Linked DNA regions of Mus musculus: region 1 is linked to region 2. Evidence: chromatin contacts called from public HiChIP or PLAC-seq data. All regions are on one chromosome and are shown on one strand. Each heading gives the region's core, a stretch centred on a gene start, on an enhancer-like site or on the middle of the called end of the contact. The rest is flanking DNA. Distances are from core to core; before and after follow the strand shown.

Region 1 (5,941 bases), core at 2,472-4,971, 180 kb before region 2:
GCAAATTAAATATAAAAAAAGAATTTTAAAAGTCCAGCTGGGATTCTGACTGAAGAGTGCACTACAGTAAAGTATTAGAGGAAGGGAGTTCACCTTCTGAGGACTTTGTAAAAACAAAGCACATCTCTTCATTTAGTCAAGAAGACTACATTTCTGGGTACAGAGACATGAAGCTTCTCTCTCAACTTCACGATACTCTGTCAACATCAATGACCCATTTAGGCAAAATAACCTTATTCTAGCTCAGAAGTTAACGGACAAAGAAGAATCCAATGGAAACCCCCAAATTTGCACAACGACATCTGAGCTGTAAGAAGCTATTCCCCAGCTACAGAGGCAAGCGTTTCTGTGTCTCCTCTGCTCCCTTTCCTATGAGAAGAGGCTGGAAGATGAAAATCCTGGGATCCATGAGATTATCCTAACATGCACCACCGTTCTCAAGCCTGCCCCCTTCCGCCCTCATTTCTCCCCTCTCCCTTATCATCCCTCCCTGCCTCCTCCGCCATCTCTTGTCAGATTGTCCTGTCCTCACCTTCACAGGTAACAGGGCTGTCTTAGGATATACTCCCTTCAATTTCCTTTCTCCTTAAACACACATCGCCCGCCCCACCCCCTTAGGACTTTTGGCTCAGTAGAAATGTTCATTTGGGGGCTGAGGGAGTTGGCTTAATGGATGAAGTGCTTGCTTGTGTTTGCTGTGCAAGAGTGAGGATTTCAGTTTAGGTTCGCAGCACCCATGGAAACGCTGGACACCTGCAATCCAGGCCTGCGAGTGGAGACAGAAAGAGCTCAAGGAGTTGTTGGGTTTGGGTGTGCAAGATGGGGAAGGCTTGCCGGGTCCAGCAATTTGGCTGAATTGGTAAGAGAGGAATTGAGGAAGACACTCCATATTAGCAGTCTCTTATATATATCCATACATCCTTGAGTGAGCATGCCCCCACACACATGTGCACACGTATCACATACAATGAATAAATAAAGACTTCGTTTTGACTGAAATGAATCAGCTTTTCTGTGCACGGGTCCACCGTGTCTACCTCTGTTAGAGACTGCTCTGCCAGTCCATCTTTCTTCCCATAGGGTCTCCTTTCCTCTGTGTGTAAGCACAGGTTTCCCTATTTAGAAAAGTCCTTTCTATATTGCATTAAAAAAAAAAAAACCCTGAATAGCTACGTTTCACACTTTCACAAAGAACTTTCTAGACAATCATCAGCAACAATAATTTACTCCATGCAGTCCTCAACCCAGTGTAATGTGAAAGAAAACCCTTCAAGCCATCACAGCGTCTACTTCTGGTTAAATAAGTCCAACAACAGTCAATAACTCCAGATTGCCAAAGACAGTGGACCCGTTTCCGCCTCAACTTGACCTTGATGTGACTTTGAGCAATGCTGATAGCATTGAGCGATACTGATTATTCTCAAGTTTTCTCCTTGGTTTCTCTCTATCCCCTACCCCTCCCTCTCCTTCCCTCCCACTCTGTGTATGCACATGCAAGAATAAACGCTGCTGTGTGAATCTAAGTGTGGAGGTCAGAGGATAATCTCAGGGGCCATCCCACAGGTGCCATCCACCTCGATTTCCTTTTGAGACGGTGTCTCTCATCTTGATGGGAACTCACCTGGTGGGCTAGCTTCGCTGACCAAGGAGCTCCAGGAATTGGCTTGCCTCCCAAGCACGGGGATTACACGCCATGTTTTATTTACATGGGTTCTGGGATGGAACGCAGGTCCTCTTGCTTGCAAGGAAAGCGCTTCACCGTCTAAACTGTCTCCCTAGTCCTCTACTTGTTATTTTGCACTAACAGCTTCCTTCTTTGTAAAAGCCACTCATCTTTCGTGTCCTCTTTCCTATGCAATAAACTCAAAAGCCCACGTGAACATGTCACAGGCATCTCAAATACAGTATGCCTGTCCCAAGCTGAGCTCGTATTTCCAACCAATGTTGTTTCCCCTTAATGAATGCCTTCTTGTGCTAAAGGACACCACCACCCATCCCTTCTCCATCCCAACACACACACACACACACACACACACACACACACACACACACACACACAATTCTTATGCTTCCTCTCCACTCTCTGCCATCGTGGCCCCTCTTGTCTCACTACCTACCCCATTCTCTAATCCATGGGAGCAGCTAGACTCTTGCGGGGGTATATTTGTTTATGCTACTCCTCTTGGAAATTGTTTATAATCACCATTTTCAGACTCATGCCAATCTCTTAAGCCCCTGGTCAACCAAAACAGCCACTCAACATTCCAGTACCGGCTACAACTCTAGTCCTATGATAGCTAGCATGGCTGTACTTCAGCACATACTTCTTCCTCTCCTTGAAATATCTTCTGTCCTTGACTCTATACTCCATATATCCTTAAAGAGTGCCTTGAGTCTTCTTCGAAGACTTGCATCCTCTTTGGTCTTATTGTAAACATTCTCTTTCATGTGACTGGGTAAGGTTAGCACATGTCCTCTGCATGGCTACTGTCTGTCACATTGTATTGTGATACTTGCAGGTCCTTCCTCCTAACATGTTCACCGAGGACAGGAACTACGGCTGACACGACATAACTTATCAAATGGTTCCAATGAACTGTCATACCACACACATCCTACCCAACATGACTGTAAACACTGTTCTGCATGGCAATTTGTAACACAGTACTAACTGGTCCGTAAAGAACTGTCTGCCAGCAAAGCTGAGTGAGCATTTAATCTAAGAAACTATCACCTTTCTGCCCAACAGAAGCCCTAGGTGGTCCAACTGTTTTCTCCCTTGAGTATAAAGGAGCCAGAACCCAACAGTTCTCCCTGGTGGTTCACATAAAGGCCCTCCTATTTCTAGATGATCAGTATCCCTTGAGTCTTTCAGTCCAGTAGTTGCCCGAGCCTAGGGCACATCATTTTTTCCTTTTTCCTAGGATCCTTCTCTGAAGTATCACTATTATTTTTTATTATTATAACTACCATCACAATATTACTATAACCCCCACTGCACCATCACATAGGTCCCCTGACCTGTGTGCTGCTGGGAGATTTCCTCCATGTGACTCCCTAGTCCTTCCTACAGGGGAGGGACACCTAGAGGCAACCAGAAGACCGATACTCAGTACCTTATTCCAGAGAGAGGATGGATTCCAGGGCTGTCCTAGGCAGGTCAGAGTGCACTCCGACCTCCCAAATCCCTTCCTGCAGCTGACACCAGCCCCGGGCCTGCTGTGTACTGACCGCCCACTGCGGTTGTCTAGGAAACCCTCTCTCCGCCTCCCTTGACCTCTGGGTCAGGAAGGGGATGGCGAGGACGGGGAAATCAGCCGCCCATCCTTGCCTGCATCACGTGGTAGCAAACTACAACCAATTAACTTAAGCAGGGAAGACCCTCCCCCGCCCCCTTCCGGAAGACCTCCCCTCCCACCTTTGTTAAGACTCCCGCGGAGCGGTGGCAGCCGGTCGCTGCCTAGTTCTTAGTCTTGGGTGTTCACTTTGTTTCCTTCCGAGGACAGTGACAGTTTGTGGGCTAGGCGGTGGGGACCTGGTCCTGGCATTTTCACAGTTAAAGTTTTTGACACCTGGAGCCTCGAAGTCAGCAGTACTAACTGGTCTTGATCCCCAGCATGGCGTGGAGCAGTGAGGTCATAAGACGGTTCCCCTTCCGCCGCTGATGGCCTCGGTCCCAGCTGCTGCGCAGCTGAGGCCACCAAGAGCCCGGTGAGCCCCCAAGGGCAAGCGCCAGACCGCGCGCCCAGGAACGTCTCCAAGCAATCGACCCCCACTGGTCTTTTAGGAGTTCTCAGGCAGGCTTTCGAGTGTCTTAATTTGCCAAAATTCTCAGGAGGCAATAATTTACAAGATAGAATACAAGTTAAGAGGACAGGGGGAGACTGGCTGAGAAAGCAATGAACTTATAAAACAAACCAAATCAACCACAACGTCTACTAGAGTTAGCCACTAGCCACAGCCGCGTATGTGCCCTTTAAAAGCGGTAGTCTGAACTGACGTATATAGGAAAATAGACCAAAACTTAAACGCTTGGTATGCAGAGATGCAATGGAAACGACTTTGTTAATGATTTTTGTATCGATCACATGTTAAACTATTTTGGGGTGCACTGAGTTAAATAAGGTTATGTTTTGTTTGTTACGTTGAAAATCTGGCTACCAGGACAATTTATAATTGCTTGGGAGGCTTGCATTAGGTTATTTTGGACCGGGCATGTCGTTGTTTGCTGTCTATTGCAAGAAATAAACACCATGACCGGACGCAACTTGAGATGAGGGTTTATTTGGCTTTATATGATCAGATCACAGTCCTTCAGCAGGGGAGTCAGCCCAGCTAGGAGCAGTGGAGAAATACTATGGGGTTCAGGTGGCTCTCTTATACAAGCCAGGACGACCTGCTCAGGAGAGGCACTGTCCACAGTGGGCTGGGCTCTCTCCTATCAGTCATTAATCAAAAAAAAAAAAAAAAAAAAAAAGATATGCTCTCAGGACAATCTGATAGGGGCAGTTCCTCAGTTGAGATTCTGTCGTTGTGTCTAGTTTTGTATCAAATTGACAAAACTCTTGACAGCACTGCACTCATTTTTATAATTCAGTGGGGATGTGTTAGTATTTATGACCTTCGGGTCCTCTTGCAAACTAGCATCTGCTGCTTCACTCAGCCTAGCTTTCAATTGCTTTCTCAAGAAAATCTAAACATTATAAATATTTCGTTTTTCTTTCTTTCTTATTTTTTGTTTATATTTTTGTTTGTTTGTTTGTTTGTTTTTTTGAGTTTCTCTGTGTAGCCCTGGCTGTCCTGGAACTCACTTTGTAGACCAAGCTGGCCTCGAACTCAGAAATTCGCCTGTCTCTGCCTCCCAAGTGCTGGGATTAAAAGCATGTGTCACCACGCCCGGCTAAATATTTCTATTTAATAACTTAAGAGTTGGATGCATCCGATGAGTTTGCTGTCTGTAAACACATTCACTGAAGAAGTGAATTAATTCTCCCTCTCTATTTTCATTTCACTGAACACTGTTCCTTCCTGTCAGCAACAGATCAAAAGTAAGCCGATTAAACTATTTGTGGCTTATGGTAAAAGCGATGCCAGGTTTGTTTGTTTTTTGTTTGTTTGTTTGTTTTTGGCTTGCTTGTTTTTTTGTTTTGTCTGTCTGTTTGAAATCTGATTCCGGTTTTATTTTTACTATCTCGCTGAAAATCTAGTTGAACAAGATAACCTATGCTTGAAGAAGCCTTTGTTTAGAATATAAAGATTAAATAGGAGGATAGTTTCAATTTGTAAACTTTAAAGAAATTTCCATCATAGATCAGTTAGATTAAAATTCTCACTTTGGGGTTTGCTGGTTTAGTTTTTTGTTTGAATCATCTTTTTTGTTTGCTTGTTTTGTCGATTTGATCCAAACCTTAATTGAGCAAATGCCTCCATCAGATTGGCCTGAAGGCAAGCCTGTATTGCATCTTCTTATTAACAATTGATGTGGGAGGACCCAGGCCACTGTCGGTAATTCCACCTTTGGGCAGGTGTTTCTGGATTGTATAAGAAGACAGAAAGCCATGGAGGGAGAGGGAGCCAGTAGACAGAGTTTCTCCATGGATCTGCTTCAGCCCCTGCCCTGCCCACAGGTTCCCTCCACCCCCCCCCCTTTTTTTTTTTCTGATTTTCCAGCCTGACTCTTCTTTGCTGATCGAGTCATAAGATGAAATAAACCCTTTGCTATCTAAATTGCTTTTTGGTCATGATCCTTATCATAGTATTAGAAACAAACCAGAACAGGAAGAATGCAGTGTTCGGGGATGGGAGTACAGAGGTTATCAGAATACACTATTTAGTTTTGAAGTATACGAATCTGTTGTGATTTCCCCTGCAAGAGGTAGTGTTAATATGCACTCTGTACTTTTTATATAAAAACAGATTATGTGAGAGCTCGCATACGATG
Region 2 (6,464 bases), core at 2,214-4,713:
TCCTAACAGTAGAAACAGAGAGCCCAAGAGGAAATTAGATAGGTAATCAGTCTTTTTAATGGCAGACAAAAGCCAAGAGCACTTTTAACAAGAGCGACTACCTGCAACTGAAGAGGTCAGGGAGTAAGAGAAGAGAGGAGCCTTTGGAGGGGCGGCCACAGCGCTGGGCACCTAGCCTGGCAGGAGCTGGGGCCAGCAAGCAGATCAGTAACAGCCTCACCTGGCAGGGGAACAAATAATGATTTCAGGAGTTGCAGTTAAAAATCTCGCTGTGACATCTACTCCCATGCCAGCCGTGTCTCAGGAAAGTGCCTTAGACTGGCCAGAAAGTGTAGCCTAATAAACATCTCTCAAGTTTATATAATTAATTATATGTAAATTAAATATATATAGAAATATTCAAAAAAGAAAAAGAAGAAAAGGGAATCATAGTTCTGGATACTTAATAAACAACATTTGTGGGGACCTCATCTTTTCAAAACTGCAAAGTTTGCTTTTTCCTGTCAGTCAGACGGCGAATGTTCCATTTTCCTGTTCCTTATCTAAGGTTAAGTCTGAAATAGATTTTTTTAAAAAGCTGTGGCTGTTAATTTATAAAAATTAATGCCACCTTTGTACACATTTAAACAGATTAAAGTAATCTGTCAGTTGGAAGGAGAGAGAAGTGCCCATTAGCAATTTCCCATTGGAAGGCTGCAGGGCTAAGCTTGGAGGACATCACAGTGTAAACTGAGAGATGCCGGGAGATGTGGGCTCAAACTGGCCCGCTTATATTTCAACCAGTGTATCTCCTGAGTATTTTGAGTCACTTGATTTTCTGTATCTTCTACAGAAACAAGCTCTACCAGTCTTGGAACCAAGGCCTCATTGTCCTACTCCTCCCCCCCCCCCCATTGCCTGTACCCTTAAATGCTGATAACGAAACCCCATAAGGACTGATTCTGTTAGGTAAAAGGTACAGGGGGACTGCAGACTTTAACTACGGGGTCCTTGGGGAACTGAGACAGTATCCACTCTTCTTTCTCACATCTCAGCACATTTCCAGAACTTTTGTCCATTCTTATTTTGTTATTTTATGCATATGAGAGTTTTGCCTGCATTTATGTCTGTGTACCACATGCATGCACATGCAGTACTCAAAGGGGCCAGAAGAGGGCACTGGATCCCTGGAACTGGAGTTGCAGATGGTTGTGAGTGCTGGAACCTGGGTCCTCTGCAAGAGCAGCCAGTGCACTTACCCACCGAGCCCTGTTCAACCCCAACTGTATTTTCAGCACCAAGTATGAAACATATATGTTTTAAGGACTTCTGACTTTTGGGTTCTAGGAAAACATTGTTCCACAGAAACAAACTATTATGTTCCTCTCTCATGCAAATCAAATTCCTAAATCTTGAGGGACAGCAAACTATAAAGGAAACAAAAATCACGTAAGAAACCATGAGGGCCAGGCACTGCGATATGTGCCTGAAATCCGAGCACTTGAGAGAAAGACCCAGAACAAGGAGTCCAAAGCCTGCCTCAGTTACATACAACCCTGTGTCAAAAAACAAAACAGCAAAAGAAGAAAGGAAAAACGGAAATACTAAGTACTTGATCTCTTGTTAGAGAATACTCACAGGTCTAGCTTTAAAAAGTGTTCTAAGGTTTGCTGTGGTTACTGTGTGCATATAATGGTCTAAATTATAGGCAGAGGTATAGAGATTACCACTGTTACCATAGTTATGGATGCTGAGGATAAAAAGAGAGGCAGAGAAAATAAAAAAGGATAGCATTAAATACAGATACTATAAATACAAAAATAGATAGAATTGTCATCTACAATGCAGTCACCTGGGGTAGCCATCACCAGCATTTCCACAATTTTCCTTCAGTCTGCTTCTGCGTAGGCTTAGATTTTTCACAACCTGCTTTAATAAGGTTTCCTAGATGTTTTAACCTCCCTGTAGTCCACCACCCACCAGAGGGAGTGGAAAGGAAAGGTTAATAGGGCAAAGGAGGATGTGGACCTGCTTGTAACAGCTCTTTGGGGCCATTCCAATCTTTGTTGTCAGGATGTCAGCAGCTCAGTTCCCATGAGTCAGCAGTGGAAGCTCAATCCACTCGCAAACACCATTCACGAATCAGCAGCAGCAGGTCAATTCTGAAGAAGCCATCCGACGCCAACCTCCCCAAGTCCACAGCAGTGGCCAGAAGCCAGTGGAATATCATGAGAAGTTCTTTGGTGCATTTCTCTCTACAAAATCATCAAAGAAAGCAAGGCAAATCAATGCCACAGCATTGTCCACTGTCTGTTGGGTTATATTTATACCCTTTCCAAACATCACGTGTCCTCTCTAGAGTCTGCTCTAAGCAAAACATCACATACCCCTTTTCCAGGCAGCTTCCTTTAAAACACCACGTGTCTGTTCTCAGCAAAATATCTTCCCATAAGACAATCTCCAGAAAAACAGCACATGACTCTGTTGAGTCTCCAAAGAAACCAGAAATTCCCACTTCATTACTTTTAACATTAAATATGAAACATATTTATAAACCCTGTATCGTGTGAGTATATTGATTATTTTAAGTTAGTGTAAGAGTGGCCTTCCTATAAAGCCACTCTTTATAGAGTAACATGGTGACTTCTGTCTCTGTCCATATACAAACTTTACTGACACATCCTTAATACAGGATTCACATGAGTTACTTTGGAATTGCTCTTCTGAGAGCAAGAGAGCTGGTCAGATGACTGAGCTGCTGCAAGGGCTTGTATGCAAGTCTGGCCACATAAACTTGATCCCTAGAGCTCGCATTAAGGTGGAAGGAGAGAAATGACTTTACAAAATTGTCTTTCACCTCCGTATACATGCAATGGCATGCACACTCCTGCACTCACACCTCCATATGCACACAGTGGCATGCACACTCCTGCACTCACACCTCCATATACACACAGTGGCATGCATGCTCCTACACTTACACATCCACTCCATGCATGCATATATTATCCTTGCGATCCAATCTCTCCCTTCCCAAACTCAGGGAGCCAACATGGATCAGATGCTTCTTAGAATTCACCATTGAACTCAAGGACTGAGGAAGATTTAGATACATAGGACTTGTGCCTCTGTTACATATTCAAAGGAGGACTGGAGGGCCTGTGGGTGTGCTTGAGTGTGAACACATGTGGAGAGAGAGAGAGAGAGAGAGAGAGAGAGAGAGAAAGAGAGAGAGAGAGAGAGGAGGGAGAGGGAAAGAGAGAGACATATACATCTCTAATTGGTATTGAAAGGGATTTTGTTATTTTGAATATTGCACAATATTAATTAAGCATATTTAGCAGCAGTTATCTACTTTGGAAGATTTTTCTGACTACTTCAAAACAGAAACAACAGAAAATGTTCCATGTATCCAAGAGCAAAGCTGCTAGGAGCCATAGCCAAGGGCTTTCTTAGGGACTTGGTTGTTCCATCAGGAGTGCTCTCAGCTGCCATGGTGACAGGTACCATGGAGACAGCCATGCTTTGTCAGATGCATCCCAGAGGATTCTGGGTATGCAGCAGTTGGGGGAGAATTGCATTTTAGCTTCACTGTAGATACTGTACAATGTGTAAGCCTTGTTTTAGACTGTGGGTCTAGGGCTTGTTTTAAATATTTGTTTGCTTATTGGGATGAAAGTACTTGCATGCATATGCTGCAATATTCCCACAGAAGTCAGAAGACAGCCTGTAGCTTGTAAGAGTCATTTTTTTCTGCTTTTACCATGTGAGTTCCAGGGACTGAATTCAGGTTGTCAGTCTTGACAGCAATTGCCTTTGTCTTATGACCCATCTCGCCAGCCCTCCAGCTCAAGCTGTCTTTATTCCTCTCCTTCCTTCCTTCCTTCCTTCCTTCCTTCCTTCCTTCCTTCCTTCCTTCCTTCCTTCCATCCATCTGCCTGCCTGCCTGCCTGCCTATCTATTCCATCTATCCTTTCACGTTACACACGTGCAACAAACGAGCAAACCTAATACATCTAAAACAAAAATAAGAAAAGGTTACAATATTCAATCAAATCTTCGTGTGGAATCTACAGAAAACTGTATCATTTTCAGGGTACCTGGGAACTTTCAGATGCCTTTGGCAATCGATAACAATTACAGTGTGAATAATTTGAGTCCGGAGGCAAACCCCAGATTGACTTCAATGACGCAGTTCATGTTTCATTAGTCAGACCAAGGTTAATTCTGACCATGTTAGTGCTTACCCTGTGCCCTGTGTTTTCCGTTTAAGCCTGAAAGTTACCTATGCCTGGTGCTGCACAAGCATAGCCTTTTACAGTAGAGAAACGGGAGGTACAGAACAGAGATTGACACCTCACAATCTTAGGGGCTGGGCTGGTTTATATGGTAACCATTGGTTACCATATTTCCAACATTTCTAAACATTCACAATAGCAAAGCTAAAGCCCGATTCAGAAGTCCTTGGGTTTTCATCTGTGGCTCTCAGTGATGGACAGCCATGACAGAGAGGGCTCCAACACTCTCCATGCTCGCCTGGAGAACTCAGCACACTTCTCCCAAAAGCACTGAAGCCACTCTACAATTTCACTAAACCACAAATGCTTCCCATAAAACATCAAGTCACAGCTCCTGTTGGCGTTTTCTTTCCGCTCCATCTTTTCTAAATACTGTTCTGCCTTGCAATCTGATCTCTCTCTCTTTTCAAACTCCATGATTCAGACAGCGTGAATCAGATGCCCTCTACCAATTCTTAGAATTCGCCGTTGAACTCAAAGACTGAGATAGATTTGTATACATAATCCTTGTACCTCTGTCTGTGAGCTTTAAAGTTACACATGCAAAGGAGGACCCAGGAACTTGTGAGTGGCATGTTTCTAGCGCCCACTTCTGAGTTTGTAAGCCATCCAGCATCCAGTTATTTTACTAAGGTCCTCTGATGCTTTTGAAATTGTTGAGCTGAAGGCTAAGAAACTGAAGTAGCACCACCCTAGCCTTTCACATAGCTGGCATCACAAACACAGTGGAGACAGAGAGATTCCTGCCTCTGTGCAGACAGTGAGATTCCTGTCGCTGTGCCTGGTTGCCCAGCACAGAGCCTTAGCTCTGAGGCCTCAGCATGGGAAAAGCAACAAGCCTTCAGCATTTACAAGGGAGGGGACAGAAAGTGCTAGAGCTTATAGAAGTCTGCCCTTGAGTGCGTTATCTCTGTCTGAGCCAGTGTGTGTTATCTGCAGCGATCCAGGCGTGTAAACCCACGTTCATTTCTCACACTGTAGAACTAAGACGTACAATGAACAAAGACCAGCCCCAAGCTCTCGAAGCAAGGGTAAGTTTGGGCTTTCTGTTTGCTATTGGAAGGTCAGGAAGGAGTAGCTAAAATAATTGTACCTAGAGGCTTTATCAGTAGCATGTAGTCTTTAGATAAAACTTCAGAGAAAAGACCCCTCCGCCACTAGGCACTGGCCGTCTTCCACATCTTCCTCAAGCTGGACTTACCCCTCAGCTTGCTTTCCAGCATTTGTATGGCAGCCTTGTTCTCTTCTTGGCAATCCGAGGGAAGCTATCTCAGCCCACAGCATGGCAGTCATTGTTGTAAATAGCATTGACTAATTTATCCCTCTAAAATGCTTAGAATAGCATTTAGACGCCAAGACTTGGAGTGGGGAAAAAGTGTTATTTTTGTAAGAAATACTATTTTAAGGGACACTGAACACCAAGAGACAGAAATGGGCTGTTATGTTTTGCTAGGAAATTTCCAAGCAAAAACTAAAACCAATGCTTCTACATTTCCTGAGTGGGATAGTTGGTCATTGTTCCCTTGTTCTCAAATGCGGTCATGCTTTCTGATTCAGTAACCTCCTGAAGCTGGGAGCTTAGATGAGCTTAGGTGTTTAGCTGACTCAAGAGAAAGACAGGTACATTTCTCCTTCCCACCCCAATTTCCTGTAGAACCCAGGGCCACAGCTTCCTTGGCCAAAATAACTATATCTTGGTAAATAGGCCTAAGTAACACACCCAAGTGAGGGATGTGTTGTCTCCAGAATCCAAATAGGCCCACTAAACGTTGTGCTTCTTTCTTGGTTGTAGGAGGGGCCAGGTGCAATAACTTATCTTTCACCTTAGAAGGAATATCTCTGCATGCCCCACACCACTGGACTCCTAAGAATTTCACTGAGGTAGATGGTCCTTGAATTTTGGTTGGATTTATTTCCCATCCTCTGATACGCATATGTGTTACCAATGAGTCCAAAGTGGTTGCTACTTCCTGCTCACTTGGTCCAATCAGCATAATGTCATCAATATAGTGCACCAATGTGATATTTTGTGGAAGATCCAAACGATCAAGATCCCTTCTAACTAAATTATGACATAGGGCAGGAGAGTTAATATATCCTTGAGGCAAAACTGTAAAGGTATACTGTTGGCCTTGCCAACTGAAAGCAAATTGCTTCTGGTGGTCCTTATGGACAGGTACTGAGAAG

What was found. HiChIP or PLAC-seq counts read pairs in DNA pulled down with a chosen protein or histone mark.
Region 1: an H3K4me3 HiChIP or PLAC-seq map of stem cell-derived neural progenitor cells shows a contact between it and region 2, with 2.9 times the contacts expected there. The contact joins the promoter of Lrrc9 here to the enhancer-like site in region 2. A contact is called at or near these places in 4 of 39 promoter capture datasets (the 3T3-L1 cell line, the HPC-7 cell line, pre-B cells and 1 more), 3 of 115 datasets of contacts at active chromatin or transcription factors (embryonic stem cells, forebrain and stem cell-derived neural progenitor cells) and 1 of 9 other capture datasets (embryonic stem cells).

Annotation. Positions count from the first base shown.
Region 1 is chr12:72,439,646-72,445,586 of GRCm38.p6, reverse strand. Lrrc9 (leucine rich repeat containing 9) reads right to left here and starts at 3,721. Exons shown (of 32, transcript NM_001142728.1): 1 at 3,419-3,721.
Region 2 is chr12:72,262,495-72,268,958 of GRCm38.p6, reverse strand. All of the region lies in intron 3 of Rtn1 (reticulon 1), which reads left to right. It overlaps Gm52013 (a long non-coding RNA gene), which reads right to left. Exons shown (of 3, transcript XR_003950281.1): 3 at 1-2,234. Among named protein-coding and RNA genes, the nearest start is that of Gm52013, 5.7 kb to the right of the region's middle. Within about 2 kb of position 3,463, at least 44 of the 459 cell types and tissues checked have an H3K27ac peak or open chromatin away from gene starts, as enhancers often do. A contact at or near this core is called in forebrain and stem cell-derived neural progenitor cells, where this site is marked.